2 separate regions of the Pan troglodytes genome follow, and region 2 is linked to region 1. The links are chromatin contacts, called in public capture Hi-C maps. All regions are on one chromosome and are shown on one strand. Each heading gives the region's core, a stretch centred on a gene start, on an enhancer-like site or on the middle of the called end of the contact. The rest is flanking DNA. Distances are from core to core; before and after follow the strand shown.

Region 1 (7,613 bases), core at 19-2,518:
AGTCCAGGGCAAGGGTCACAATTGAACTCTATCAGTCCCCTCTCTTCACGAGCTCACAGCACTTGCCTGGAAGCCCCCATCTGGGCACTTAACCACCCGCCACAGTCTGCTGCCCTGCGTGTCTGGGGAAGCCCTGAGTCCTGAGCAGCTGGAACTAAATGCATGATGTCTCCTGCCTCTCCCATGGTGCCTAGTATTGGTGCATCACATAATACATACTAAATAAATCTTCTATTGGTTCAGATTCTGTTATTTTTACAAAATGCACATTTTACTCTGTGCTTCCCTCAAAACTTTATCCCATGTCAAATAAATATAATTTCTGTTTACCAGTTTACAGCAAATTAAGAAACTTTTCTATAATCACACAATAATATCTTTTTTAAATTTTATTATTATTATACTTTAAGTTTTAGGGTACACGAATAACACAATAATATATTTGTGGTTGTTTATTTGAGAAGCTCTCAGAGTTCATCCAGATGGCTGGCCGTTCCATTTCCCTCTCTCCAGCATGCCTTTTCAAATCAGATGTAACAGAAATTTACCTAAGGAAATTACCCAAGGCCCAAGGCCTAGGAAAGTAAAATAGGCTTAAATGAAAATAGAATGTCGGTGAGAAATAATTTATAATAAAATATGAGGAACATTAGCAGGTGGTGAGAATATTTTATTAGCTTTATGACCCAGAAAAAAAAAATTGCTATGAGGGTATCCCTGCTTAAATTATCCTATTCTGGCCAGTATGAATTTATTATCACATTGTTTTAATCCCAAAATTATTTTAAAGTAGGTGACGGTTTATGAGCTAAAGCTCAAAAAAACCATTGTATGTATAAAACTGCTGAATTGTTCTAACATCTGATGCCTTCCCAAGTTTGCAATAACACCACAAATGGATCTCATGGAAACCACTTCTCACAGAAAGTTCAGTAGCTGATTTTACGATACATGGCTACACATGTCTGCGTATCTGGGAAAAAGATCAAGACCTGAAGCCGCATTTGAAGGACAAAATTTCCTTGCTGTTATACTGTTTTTAACGTATGCTGTACATTATGCTTTACAATAGCTAAAATGTGCCAAAGAACAAAATCCCTGCCCTAGAGGATTTACAGTCTAGAGGCACAGATGTTAAGAGCCAAGGAAAACGCCAGGAAAGTTGTGAAAGTCTCTGGAATTGAAAGGCCTCTGCTCATCAGGTAAGTTTTCAAACCTGCGGCAGCCTCCGCCAGATGGGCTGGGAAGTGTGACAGCCCTTTAGGCACTGCTGTCTCTCGGGCCCAGAGCTATGAGGACGTGCTTTGCTGAAACTTCTTGTGAGCCAGACATCTGGTGACTCACCAGAGCTACTACGATTAGGGCAGAGAGCACAGCTCCACATTCCCTCATCTTCCAGGTCTATGAGCCTAAGGAATGTGATGGGCTAGTGGGAAGGAAAGTCTTTTATTGTGTAACAGTTTGCCTTTCAACAGTCTACTTCTGGACAGCCAGCTGTTGCCTCCAGATGATAGTTGGGGGTTTTTTGGTTTGTTTGTTTTTTGTTTTGTTTTGTTTTGTTTTTAGATGGAGTTTTGCTCTTTTTGCCCAAGCTGGAGTGCAGTGGCACGATCTTGGCTCACTGCAACCTCTGCCTCCCAGGTTCAAGTGATTCTCCTGCCTCAGCCTCCCGAGTAGCTGGGACTACAGGCGTCCACCACCACACCCAGCGGATTTTTGTATTTTTAGGAGAGATGGGGTTTCACCATGTTGGCCAGGCTGGTCTTGAACTCCAGACCTCAGGTGATCCACCCACCTTGGCCTCCCAAAGTGCTGGGATTACAGGTGTGAGCCACCACGCTCAGCCCAAGTGATAGTTTTAAAAAGAGAGAATCATCACCAGATCATTGCGGTTACATTTATATTGAAAGAAAAACGTAGATCATACAAGCTTTCAAGAGCACCCGAAGGTTCTCAGGAGGTGCACAGCAGATGGGTCGGACACAGGAAGGCTAGGAGAGCCATGTCCAGGCTCAGCCGTGGAGTCAGGCAGACCTGGGCTGAGGTCTCAGCACTGCACAGCTGGACCTCCAGCAAGATACTTAACCTCTCTGAATTTCAGCCTCTCAGACAATAGAGATAAGAAGAGCCTCACTGAGTTTCTAGGAAGATTAAATACAATCATGTATATCACACGGGTCCCCAACCCCTGGGCCACAGACCGGTACTGTGGCCTATTAGGAACTGGGCTGCACAGAAGGAGGAGAGCTGCAGGTGAGCCAGGGAAGCTTCATCTGCATTTGCAGCTGCTCCCCATCGCTCAGATGGCCACCTGAGCTCCGCCTCCTGTCAGATCCGCGGCAGCGTTAGATGGTCATGGGACCGTGAACCCTTTTGTGAACTGTGCATGTGAGGGATCTGGGGTGTGTGCTTCTTATGAGAATCTAATGCCTGATGATCTGCATGGGAGCGTGAACCCTTTTGTGAACTGTACATGTGAGGGATCTGGGGTGTGTGCTCCTTATAAGAATCTAATGCCTGATGATCTGTCACTGGCTCCCAGATGGGACCGTCTAGTTGCAGGAGAACAAGCTCAGGGCTCCCACTGATTCTACATGATGGTGAGTGTATAATTATTTCATTATATATAACAATGTAATCATAACAGAAATAAAGTGCACAATAAAGGTCATGCACTTGAGTCATCCCAAAACCATCCCCCATGCCAGTCTGTGGAAAAACTGTCCTTTACAAAACCAGTCCCTGGTGCCAAAAAGGTTGGAGACCATGATATACATAAATGGGTTACTTCTCAATCTAAGCTACAGCCAGAATTCCATTAGCAGTAGCTTTTTAAAAGCTCACTCTCCAGCATGGATGGGATCTGTCCTCTCTGGAGGGCACAGGAATCCCATCTAGGCTTGTGGCTTATGGGGGTTTGATGCTCCCTAGCACGTGGGTGGCAGAGACACCATAATCGGGGGCCTGAAAGGCTGATCAGGCCGGGAAGTTTGCAGAGCACCCTGCCCAGGAGGGCAAATCCCAGAGACCTAGGCACCCCCAGCCAGCCTGGCTGCAAGACCCGACACAAACTGTATCACCTTTTCCACACACAAGCATCCTTTTTAGGGCAGGGCAGGGTGGGGGACATAGACTTCTAAAGCCCCATCCATTTCTGTTAGATCCTAAGCTCCAACTCTGTGACTAGAACCCCACCCTACAGACTCACAAACCTGGGGCAGGGGTCAGAATGCAGCCCGGCAGGAACAGGGACAGGGATGGGTGCTCCGCAGGGATGCGGAGGGGGAGGCTGCTGGAGCAGCAGGGACCCCTCCCCTCCCCTCTAGGCAGGGCCCAAAAGGGAGGTGGTGGGGTGTGACAGTGGGGACAGCACCCTGTACTTCCGGAAGAGGACACACTGCCAACCCTCACCTTCCCAGCCTACCTGCCTGCCAGCCTCCCAAAGAGGCCCCAGGCCCAACCCCAGTGACATCAGAACAAAGGACACAGCAAGATGGGGAGCTGTGAGCAATGACCTTCGCAGCAAGGGCTGAGATCACCCGCATTCTCTTAAGGGTCATGGGTGAAAATATCCAGCAGGTAGAAGAAAAGGAATTACAGTTTTCAGAGCAGCTAACAGTTGCTGTGCTCTGGCATGAATAATACCAGTGTAATGCTTTCGTTTGTTCTTTATAAAAGATCTTCTACCTGCTAGCACAGGCTTCCACCTATTAAGACAGGGAGGAAAATAAAGCCATTATCTGCATTCCGTGAAGCACCATATGGTTACACACGGGCCTCCAGCCAAGGGAGGGTTCTCACCAAGCCTCTGTGTACAATTCAAGAGCAAAATTAAGTCGTTATGCTATATTAGATTGGCATCAGGAAAGGAGGGCCAGGAACTCAACAGAACCGTGAAGAGAAAAATCTCTTTTTTCTTTTTCTTTTTTCTTTTTCTTTGAGACAGGGTCTCACTCTGTTGCCAGAGGCTGGAGTACAGTGGCACAATCACAGCTCACTGTAACCATGACCTCCCGGACTCAAGCAACCCTGCCACCTCAGCCTCCTGAGTAGCTGGGACTACAGGTGTTCACCACCACACTAGGCTAATTTTTGTTTTTTTTTTTTTGTAGAGATGGGGTCTCACTATGTTGTGTTTGAACTCCTGAGCTCCAGCGATCCTTCTACCTCGGCCTACCACAGTGCTGGGACTACAGGAGTTAACCACCGTGCTCTGCCAAAACACTCCTTAGCTTCGTTCTTTTTTTAATCTCCTGGTTTCTGAGTTACCTTGAATGTCTCAAAAACCATAATGGGGATCAGCCAGATTTGACTGCACAGACAGCTTCTGTTACTCAATCTGCATACTTTGAAACTAAGTATGACAATTTCAGTCCTTTGCAAGATACATAGCCTAATAATTCTAATAACCATATACTGTTATATCTACATAAGCAGACAGAACAAAAGAAATTTACTCAAAACTCAAAGTTTTAAAACAGTAAAGAATAAATTGATACATTTATGGTTTTCATCTCATTGAATCCTCCAATAGGAGAGTCACTTGTCCGAGACCCTGCAGCTTTTAAAGAGTAGAGCAGGGATGAGGGCCCACATTCAAATCCAGAGCTCCTGGCAGGGCACCCAGGTTTGTCACCTGACAATGACATCAATGAGAGAAGCGGCAATAGGAGAGGAAAGGGACATGGAGTGGCCCACCTCCTCACAAGATAAGACCCTAATAGTAGGGGCAAGATGTGAAAACCAGAGACACACATGCACAAACAGGTTATGAGCCTCATGAACACAGAACATCATCTGGTAATACAATAAAAATAGTCTAGCTGGGCATGGTGGCTCACGCTTACAATCCCAGCACTTTGGGAGGCCGAGGCGGGAGGATCACTTGAGGTCAGGAGTTCGAGACCAGCCCGGCCAACATGGTGAAACCCCATCTCTTAAAAAAAAGAAAAAGTCAGGATTTTTTCAGATCATTTTAATGGTGTGACTAGCGCATACTTCAAAAAGAGAGTAAAAGAAGAACTATGAACTAATATTCATCGGGATTTTAGTTTAACTCTGATACTTATACCATAATGCACATTCTCTAAGCACTCCAAATCTCAACTGTACTGTAAAACTATTTTCCAGAACATTGCTTACCCTATTTAAGAGCATAACCTCACCACCTTCTCCTCCAAAGGCAACGGCAGTTTGCATGGAAAAAGAGCATGGCCCTAAAGCCAGCAAGGCAAAGGGAGAAAGAACCTTATTCTCCTCCTTGTGATTTAGTGGGGCGATGCCGTTCAAGCCTTTTTCACCCATGCTTCCTTTTGACGAACATAAAATATCTCACGCCCTCCTTTCATTTCACCTGAAGTAAAATTAAGTACATCAATGAAAAACATCAAAGCAATGATATTTTAAAAGAAAAATATTTATAGTCGCCTTGAAACATACATATTTTTTCTTGTCATGTAATTTTTTTTAATGCTGAGGGGGCTTGCTCACCAAAAGTGCAGTGATAGTTACTTCATAACCAAGTGTTCTGCTGCGTGAGGTGGGGAGAACAGTGCAGCAAATGTCTGTGAGTGAAAGAAATAAGATAATACCTGAAGATGCACATTTGCTTGTTTTAATGTAAGATAACCACAGTGATCTGTAAAGTGTATCTGGCACCTGAATCAAATTCCTCTTCCCAAACCTCGCTTGGAGTTCTCTTTTCAATACCATCGGTGAGAAAAGGTCTCTCCTCACAAGTCACAAAGGCAAATCTCTACTCATGTCAAGAGTAGGTGACCTGAATTCACCTAAACTGGATGAGATGTAACTTCTTAAAAGTCCCTCTCACGAAGTCTTGAGAGTGTCATCAAATTGGTGGCTTATAATTATTTTAAAACCTGTTTATAAATGTATGAACTATAATGTTTGTTTTTATCCCTTGAAATTTCTATTTCTGTGTATTTGGAGTTTCCAGTCTTTCTACCAAATACACAATGCTCCACCTGAGGACTTTTCTTAAGTACAAACAATTTGATTTTTTCCCTGGCGATGCAAAAACAGGGCTACTATGTCTTTCAGCTCATAGTCTGGCAACCATACTTCCCACTGATCGCCAGCAAAGGACGGACCCTGCACCCAGCATGCAAAGGGTTGCAAAGCAAGGCACGCCTCCGGGTGTGTGGCACGTTCTTTTGAACCCACTGAACCATCTTGTTGGTAAGGACTGAGGTTTTCCCCTAGATTACTAAGCAGTTTTGAAAGCCATTTTTTAATGAATGACACAGATCAGCCCCCAAAATAGTTAGAGGGTTCTTTTCCTCTTTGATTCAATTCACTAGCTTCCAAGAATGTGGACACCATTTCAAAGCTTTAGTGGTAGCCGCCTACCTGCAGAAAACAGTAGTCCTTTTCCATCTCTCATGACTTGAGGCATGTGCTGCACTCCAGGAGTTGAACACAATTGCAATTATCAGAGCTCACAGCAAAAATGATGACGTGATCTGAGGCAACACTAGAAATTCAACAGCTTCAGCGAAGTCATCAATTCAGCCAATGCAGCCCTTGCCCGTAGAGTTAGACAAAGACATCATCTGGAATTTCGTCCCCGTTTCCTCTCCAAAGAAGTTTTGGCAGACACAAAAATACGCTAATTTTCATGAGCCTATCTTTAATGAGGACTTTTTAAAATCTTTTCAAGTTACAGGATTATTTAATATAAAATTTTCACAGCTTTTGTGGATTTTGATAATGTGTTCCAGTTCCATTCCATCTCATGTGTGGAAGAAAAGTGATGTTTCCAAAATAAATGAATACACTTCACCATTTAAATTTTTTTGAATTTTTTTTTAAATTTTATATTCAGGGGATGCCTGTGCAGATTTGTTACACAGATATATCATGTAATGCTGAAGTTTGAGCTTCTGGTGAACCCATCACCCAAATAGTGAACACAGTACTCCCCAGGTGGTTTTTCCACCCTTCCTCCTCCTCCTCCCTCCTTTTAGGGTATCTGATGTCTACTGTTCTGATTTTTATGTGCATGTGTACCCATTGTTTTGCTCCCGCTTTTAAGTGAGAACATATGATATTGACTTTCTGTTTCTGCATTAATTTACTTAGGATAATGGCCTCCAGCTGCATCCAAGTTGCTGCAAAGGACATGATTTCATTCTTGTTTATGGCTGCATAGTATTCCATGCTTTATCCAATCCACTGTTGATGGGCACTTGTGTTGATTCCATGATCTTGCTATTGACGTCACCATTTTTAAAATAAGACTTTTATGACTAAGGCTAACTGGCACCACTGCTCAGCTTTTAAAAATATATCCAATATTCCTCTCAGTCTTCACAATATACATTCATGTCCACATGAATCACTCATGAAATCGCTGGTTATTCCTTACGAATCGATTTGGTTTTCTTCCAAATTGACCCAGGAATTCTGAAATTTGGCCAGACCTGCAAAGTGAGGAAGATGTTACAACAATGTACTGTTGGACACTGGATGCTAAGGTTACTCCAGGTGTCCAACCACGTATGCAAGATTTTTTATCATTTCCTGTCAATAGTATCAATAATATAAAAATAAGTGGTTGATTTTTAAAAAATACACATACAAGTTGTCTAAAG
Region 2 (7,581 bases), core at 1,873-4,372, 340 kb before region 1:
AAGACTAAGGGTGAGAAATAAGATTTCCCCTTCAAACACCTCCCATCCTGAGAAGTCCCTAGAGGCACCTTTCTAAAAGGAAGACCCGCCTGCATTTTCCATTATGCCTCGAGTAAAATCTAAATCCTCCCGACAATGCGCCACATCACTGGGCTCTACCTTTTTCTGCGACACCAGCTCCCCCATTGCCCACACTTCTTCCTTCCCACCCTCTCGCCCTGGATGCTCTTGTTACACCAGGTTTCCCATGGCTGTGTCCTCGTCATTATTTCCGCCACCACTCAAGCGTCATCTCACCACCCCCTCCAAACCCTCCCGGCCGCCTAGCCAATGCTGCACCTCCCTCGCACACTCTCCACTTACTTCCACTGCTGACTGCACCTCACTTCCTGAGACTGTCCCGTCTTTTAGCTTACATGTTCATGATCTGTCTTCTCCCGCCTGCGAGCAAGATTCCTGAGGACAGGGATTCTGTCCGTCTTCTTCTCTGCTCTATCTCAGCATCTCGAATCGTGCCTGATACACTGGGGTTTTAAAAAAAAAAATCAATGTGTTTGTAACTAACAAATTATGTGAACACACAAGTTTTTAAATAACTAACTATATCAGTATGTCTATTTATTCTATCAAGGCAAGAAGTGGAGCTAAACTACAGCCATGGACTTGGAATAGTTTCTTCTTTAAATGGCTTAGACAAAGCTGTGACAAATGTATGTCAACTGTGATGTGTCTGGCTCGTGACACTTACCGCTTAATTATTTGAATTTGTTTTCTCATGGTGGCAGATCATATTTTCCAAGAAAGCTGCCGTAACAAATCCCATTCTACTTGTTCTTCTCATATTGTGACATTGACATTCCCCCATCAAGTGGTGTCCCCTCTTTTTGAACCTCAGTGGACCTTTGTGACAGCTTTGACCAACAGATGCAGGAGAAGTGATGGTATGTAACTTCTGGATCTGGGTCACAATCAATGCCAAGCCTGTTCTCTTTGCTCTCTTGGGGTGCTCATGCCTGGAGCATGGTCACCATGCTGTAAGGATGCCAGGTGGCCATATGGAGAGGCCACAGGTGGATGCAGCTGCTGACAACCCAGCTGAGGTCTCAGCCAGCAGCCAGCATCAACTGCCTGCAGATCCTTCCAGCCCTCTGGTGTCAGGTTACCCCAGCCTCTGAGCTGCCCTTGCTGGTGCTGCATCCAGCAGAGAGGAGCTTTCCCTTCCATGCTCCATCCAGACGGCAGATTTGTGAGCTGAATACATGACTATTGTTTAAGCCACTTGAGGTTCGAGGTTGTCAGTTACACTAAAACAGATAACTGATCCACCCCCTCACTTCAGTGTAAGGGGTATACAGTCCAAAGAGACATGCCTAAAAGAACCTGCCTGTTTCAGAGAACACTTCTACTGGGAAGGGATTTTGTGACTAAAAGGAACAGATGTAGGTGATGATTATCGGTGGTTGCTAAAACCATTACATGCAGGTTGATATGAACCTTGACAGTGGATAGAGTAGGCTGACACCATCTAAACCCACCAATCCACTTTAACAGACACCACGAGCAACATGGCGTGATGCGAGAGCAAGTACATGCACCACGTGCAGTGGATTCTTGCCTAAGGCACATGGAACCTGAATCTAAGACCTGTAGATCAAACTAGGAGTCTGCAAGAAATACAGGAGACTAAGGAACATGCTAATGGTACCATGAGGATACAATCAGCCTAATCCAGAATATAGGATGTTTTCAGACAGATGACCCAGTTCCCTCCATAAATAAATAGACAAGAATTAATAAAATGGAGGAGAACCATTATCAGTTAAAAGACACTCAAGAAACATAAATAAAATGCATGGGTTTTGTTTGAATGCTGATTCTTTTTTTTTTTTTTTCCTTCTTTTCTTTTTTGAGACAGAGTCTCACTCTGTCACTCAGGCTGGAGTGCAGTGGTGCAATCTCGGCTCACCACAACCTTCAACTCCCTGGCTCAAGCGATTCTCCTGCCTCAGCCTCCTGAGCAGCTAGTACTACAGGTGCACACCACCACACACAGCTAATTTTTGTATTTCTTGTAGAGACAGGGTTTCACCATGTTGCCCAGGCTGGTCTCAAACTCCTGGGCTCCAGAGATCTGCCAGCCTTGGCCTCCCAAAGTGCTGGGATTACAGGCGTGAGCCACCTTTCCCAGCCTAAATGCTGATTCAAATAAACGAATTTCACAGAGGCATTTTAAAGATAATTATGGAAAACTCAACATGGACTGGGTATTGAATGATATTAAATAGTTATATTCATTTTGTTGGGTGTGATAGCAAGAGTATGTTTTTTTAAAAGTCCCTCAGTACTAGAGACAGGCACAGAAGTCTTTATGACTTCAGATGGGATGTCTGGTATTTGCTTTACAAATATTCCAGTGTGGGGAGGAAGACACAGGAAACCAGGGCGGAGCACTGTCCCGTGTTATCACACTGTTTTGTGCATTCGAATATTTTCATAATAGATAATTTTTAAACTAAATGTAAGCTCTTCGTGAGAGGTAAACGTAGGTAGTCATCACTTTTAACACAAAGTCGCTTGTGAGATTTGCCACCGGTGATTGGCCTTGGAGAAAGGGGCAAAGTCAGGCAGCTAAGGCCCAGTGCTCAGAAGCCTCAACTGTGGCCTGGAGCCTTCATCTATAGCGGCTCTAAACTGGTGCCCTCCACAGCCAGGACCCTGCCCAGGAGCTGTGAGCTCAGGGGAGGAGGGCAAGGTGGCCAGAAATGTGATGACGGCAGAGAGAGGAGCCAGGGACAGGCAAAGGAAGCAAGTGACAGAAATCCCAGGCCTGCTACTCCAGGCAGAGAGAGGGCTGCTGGCTCCTGCAAAAAGAAGCAGGGGTGAGGCAGGAGCCAGGAGAGCGGAACTCACCCTCCCCTGCTGCCCTCCCCGCGGCCCTGGCTGTAGCCCCAGCGTCTCTTCCTGGGACCGTGTCTTCACATGGGGACATTTCTTCCCAGCTCGGCCACCGAGAGGAATGGATTCCTCCAGCATGAAAAATCCTCCCGCCCAGCCTGGATCCTGGAGCCACGGTCACTGTGGCAGGAATGCGGCTCCTCGCTGGCCTGGCTAGGGCTAGATGCCACACTTTGCCCTCTCCCCAGAGCCAGAGAGGTTGGGTCACAGACGCTCCTGAATGGGCCATGCAGGGCGCAGGAGGAATTTCGCCTTTGGAGGAACAAAGGGGTGTTCAAAGTTAAACGTCCCCTGCAGTGACCATTACAAATTGTGGTTTAAAAAAATCATAAACTTAACCCAAAGAGGAACTAAGAGAAGGAGGGAAAGAAAGGGCTGGGGTCAAGAATAATAAAATCCCAAATAAGAAGCACACATCCTAAAAGGGAAAATGAAACACAACAAGGGTTAGGAGGGTGGGGTGGGGGAATGAGGAAGCGGGGGGCACAGCACGAGACTCCCAGCCAGGACAGCCCAGGCAAGGCCCCGGCTCCAGGTTCAACGCCCCGAGGCTGGCGTTTGCTGCAGCGCGTGGCCGCCTGCCCGCCGGCCCTGCCCGGGCTCTGCCTACATTCTCGGCATCTTCAGCACAGTCACAAGCAGCTGTCAGATTCCTGCGAATCCTGGGGGTGGCCTTCAAACAGGGAAAAGCAAACACAGAATTCAAGGCTGGCCCAGCCTGGCGCCTCTCGGCGGACTTCGGGGACGGCTGCGGGCGGTGGTGATGACCGCAGCCGCCAGCAGAGGGCAGTGGCGGGCCAGCGTGGCCAGGCTCAGAGGGCTCGCTCCTTGCTGTCCGGAGCCCCGCGGGCAGTTTCTGCCTGTAACTTTCACCCCCGTGCAAAGCTTCCAGCTTCCTGTGCAAGGCAGATGCAACGTGGTGCTGCTTTTCTTTTCGTCAAGGGGATTTGAGACTTTTCCTCTGCAAATGGTCTGTAGATATCAAGTAAGAAATGGACTGCCCGGCCCCATCCCTCCCTAGAAGAGGATTTTTCAAAGTGCCATTTTAAAAAGTGGCCTTTTAAAAGGCCCATTTGATAGGATTGGCCTTTTCCACGCCAGACGTCGTGCGGAAGACATCGTGCCAAAGCTTTCCCTACCTGAAACCACTTAACTCTGAAAAAAGGTATGATTATCTCCATTTTTCAGAGGAGGAAACTGAGGCTCAATAAAGTGGAATGAGTCGTGTGAGGTGGCTGGGATGGGATTTGAACTCTGGTTTGCTGGGCTCCAAAATTCCTTCCACTTAGGCCACATGGTTTTCATAGGTCCTCAGTTCCTGCCAGTTCTCATCCTACCTGTTCCTTCTGTTTTTAACTAAAAAATCTCCCCTATTCCCGTGGAGTCTAACGTTTGGACTGGGAAACTATCAGAAGGATGCAGCCCCCTTGAGTTGCTCTTTGATCCCTAAAGCAGATTATCTGTCAACAGCTTTTATGCAAAGAGCACCCAAGGAGGATTATAGACGTGAATCACTGAATGAGACCCAGTGTCTGCTCCCAGCACCATCTGTTGATATGCAGATCACCGGTGATCATTGATCAGGACAAACCAGCTGCGGCTGCTGTGAAGTTAACTCCTGAGACTTGAGAGGCTGCTCTCACTTCTCTATGGGCGCACCTGGCCCGAGGCCGTGAACTTGGGCAGGCCAGCATCATACCTACGTCACATATTCTAGCAATGACAAACAAAACTAACCAAGCTAGCAAAAATGAGCTTGCTTCCACTTGTTTCTTTCCCCCCAAAAAAGCGGGCGGGGGATGGTTGACTGATGGGTTTGTACTTGATTCAGCTGGTAAAGTCCCTGATTAGTTCACACTCCTTAAGAGCTGGGTTCCATCATTTTCTATCAATTCCCGGCATTAAAAGTTGATCCACTAATATTCTGGTAACTAGTCTCTTCTGTTTGAAATCATCACTCATTGGCCATTCTAAGTTCTACTCCAATTGAAAAGCTTGATCCCACTTTGGGAGGCCAAGGGGGGCGGATCACCTGAAGTCAGGAGTTTGAGACCAGCCTGGCCAACATGGTGAAACCTGTCTCTACTAAAACTACAAAAATTAGCTGGGCATGGTGGTGGATGCCTGTAGTCTCAGCTACTTGGGAGACTGAGGCAGAAGAATAGCTTGAACCCAGGAGAAGGAGGTTGCAGTGAGCCGAGATCGCACCACTGCACTCCAGCCTGGGCACCAGAGTGAGACTCTGTCTCAAAAAATAAAGAAAGAAAAGCTATCCTAAATGTGCTTTTTTTTACTGAGTTAAATTTCCTATCCTTACCTCCCAACCCCTGCCCCAGGCACAGGTGGGGCAGCTGCGGGATGAGTGCAGTGTCTCTGCCCGTGGCATGAGGAGAATTTCTGTCCTAGGTGAAGACACGGGAAGAGAACATAAAAGGGGTACTCCCACCACCTGCAGGCGGAGCCTGGTTTTTGCCAAAGTCACCACCTACTAGTGTGAGGAACGCAGCCAACCTGGTCACTGGGGAGAGGAGGGAGCCCAGTGGGTGGGAAAAGGAAGCTTTATCACAAGCCAGAAGACGGAGGTGCTTCAGGATGGAGATGTTGGCTGACTTTTCTGTATGGAGGTAGACATGCCCCAAGTAAGAAGCTCCTCCCTCCAAATATCTACCATCTTTTGAGAAGCCTCTATAAGAACTCAATAAAATGGGAGTGTGCCTCAAAAGAGATTTCATTTTCAATGCGGTAATTAATTATTGCTCTTTTCCAACTTTGCACAGTGGTGAAGATGAATTGGATTGTCAGGAAATTTCTTTGAGCTTTGTTAAAAATTAGCTTTCTAAAAGTAAAAAGTGTTTAAGTCAAAACTTCAGGGCTCACATATTTTGTCCTTATGCAGGAAAATTATTTTTGTTTCCTTTTCTGTATTCTACTTGTTAAATAATTGCACCAAGCTGGCAGGCGCTGCAGAAACATAAAGCAACGCATTTATTTTTAAGTCCAATGACCTCAAAACAATGAGTGTGAATGTTCCTAATCAAAGATGTCTCCTCTTTTGGGGTTATTTTTGTTGCAGTCCCTACACTTCACACTATAATCAAAGCCCATTATCTCAGCCTTACAATATTTGTGTCTCAGAATCTAACGACGACTGTGTCTGGCACATACATCAGGAGTTGCTTTTAAAGATGTGCAAATTGTGAGCTTTTCTTTCACCTCAATCTTGCATATTTCATTGGAAACCACTTCTTTAACATCCAAAGTCTGTCTTTGAACACGTTAAAAAAATAAAATGGATTTCCCAACAGAGGTTATCTGCAAGGCAAATTTCAATTTTTAAGTTAGTTACTTTGAGCAATGCATTGTTAATTCTTTCAAGTCTCTTGGGTATAAAGTAGTTATTTGAAAGTTCACTAATCTAAGCAGGGTCTAAACTAATCTTTACACCTCCAAATGCTCAAGGAAAAGTACTAAGGGGAACCTACTAGTGGGAATATCTGACTTATTTAACATTTTCTGGCTGCTTGGCTCTGAATCGAATATATAAAGTTACTTCTTGTAACCATGTCAATCTGAGATAGTATATGTACGTTCAGTCTCTAAAATGTATCCATTATCTTGAGACCCCTGATTTCAGAACTTTGGGAGCCTCTCTTTCCACAGCTGGCTTCTTTCCAGAGGAAGAGGAAGCTTAACATTACCATCTCCTTTGTTGATATCCCTAGTCTGAGAGTATTCCCTCCTTAGAGGTATTTACGGTAAACTTTGATGCATAATAGTTGATTGCAAGAGATAAGAGAATGTCTGGCATTCCAGAGATCTGTGCATCTCCATGTGGTTACTTTGCTGAGAGTCTCAGAATCAGGCCTGACTTACGAGTTCATTTGTATTAAAATGGCAAGCCCTGGTGAACTGATGAGGCCACACCGTGGCTGGAGGGGAACAGGTGCTGGTGCGGGGGAGGGCGGATGCTGAGTCAGAGACCTGGTTGGGACTGGGGTTCTGCCCTCTTCCTAGCTGTGTGGCTCCAGCCTCCTCACTCAGCCACTTTGAATCTTAGTTCTTAAGCATCTGCAAAATGGGGGTAATATTCTCCATCTCCTAGAGTTATGTTGAAGACAGAGATGCAAATGTAAAGCATTTAGTTCCAGATACAAAGGAATTGGCCAAGGACTGGGAACTATTATAATTAAACTGATCAGCAAGTGTCCAGAAAATCGATTTCTGCCTTTGGACCTAGGTGATGAGCTTCACCCCTCCAGAGTCCCAGGTAAAGCGCTTCCTCAGTGGGCTCAGCCCCAAGACCTTCCACCTGGACTGACATGTTCCTCTGAATGCATCCTGTCCTTGAGGGTGGAGGCTTCACAGAGTGCATGATAGCAAGTGTAACACCAGCAGCTTCCTTCTCCTGTGGGCTTCCTGAGTGCTGGGAATCGCGTGGAGTGCTGGTTCATTCTGGTTGCACAAGTGTTAGTAGATTGCAGTGGTGAAGAGCTGAGCCTCAGGATCCAGGCTGCCTGATTTAAATCCTGGCTCCAGTATACCTGGTGGTGTAAGACTTCAGGCAACTCACCTTCTCTGCCCCTCAGTTACTTTACCTGGAAAGCGGGGCTAACAATAGTACTTATC

Evidence for each region. Capture Hi-C pulls out chosen DNA fragments and counts their contacts.
Region 2: a capture Hi-C map of stem cell-derived neural stem cells shows a contact between it and region 1, with 3 times the contacts expected there. The contact joins two enhancer-like sites. A contact is called at or near these places in 4 of 7 Hi-C or Micro-C datasets (blood, induced pluripotent stem cells and stem cell-derived neural progenitor cells) and 1 of 1 other capture datasets (stem cell-derived neural stem cells).

What each region holds. Positions count from the first base shown.
Region 1 is chr3:185,466,371-185,473,983 of NHGRI_mPanTro3-v2.0_pri, reverse strand. The region is part of intron 1 of STOX2 (storkhead box 2); the gene reads right to left. Among named protein-coding and RNA genes, the nearest start is that of STOX2, 22 kb to the right of the region's middle. Within about 2 kb of position 1,268, at least 3 of the 24 cell types and tissues checked have an H3K27ac peak or open chromatin away from gene starts, as enhancers often do. A contact at or near this core is called in stem cell-derived neural stem cells, where this site is marked.
Region 2 is chr3:185,811,887-185,819,467 of NHGRI_mPanTro3-v2.0_pri, reverse strand. The region is part of intron 3 of ENPP6 (ectonucleotide pyrophosphatase/phosphodiesterase 6); the gene reads left to right. Among named protein-coding and RNA genes, the nearest start is that of ENPP6, 100 kb to the left of the region's middle. Within about 2 kb of position 3,122, at least 11 of the 24 cell types and tissues checked have an H3K27ac peak or open chromatin away from gene starts, as enhancers often do. A contact at or near this core is called in stem cell-derived neural stem cells, where this site is marked.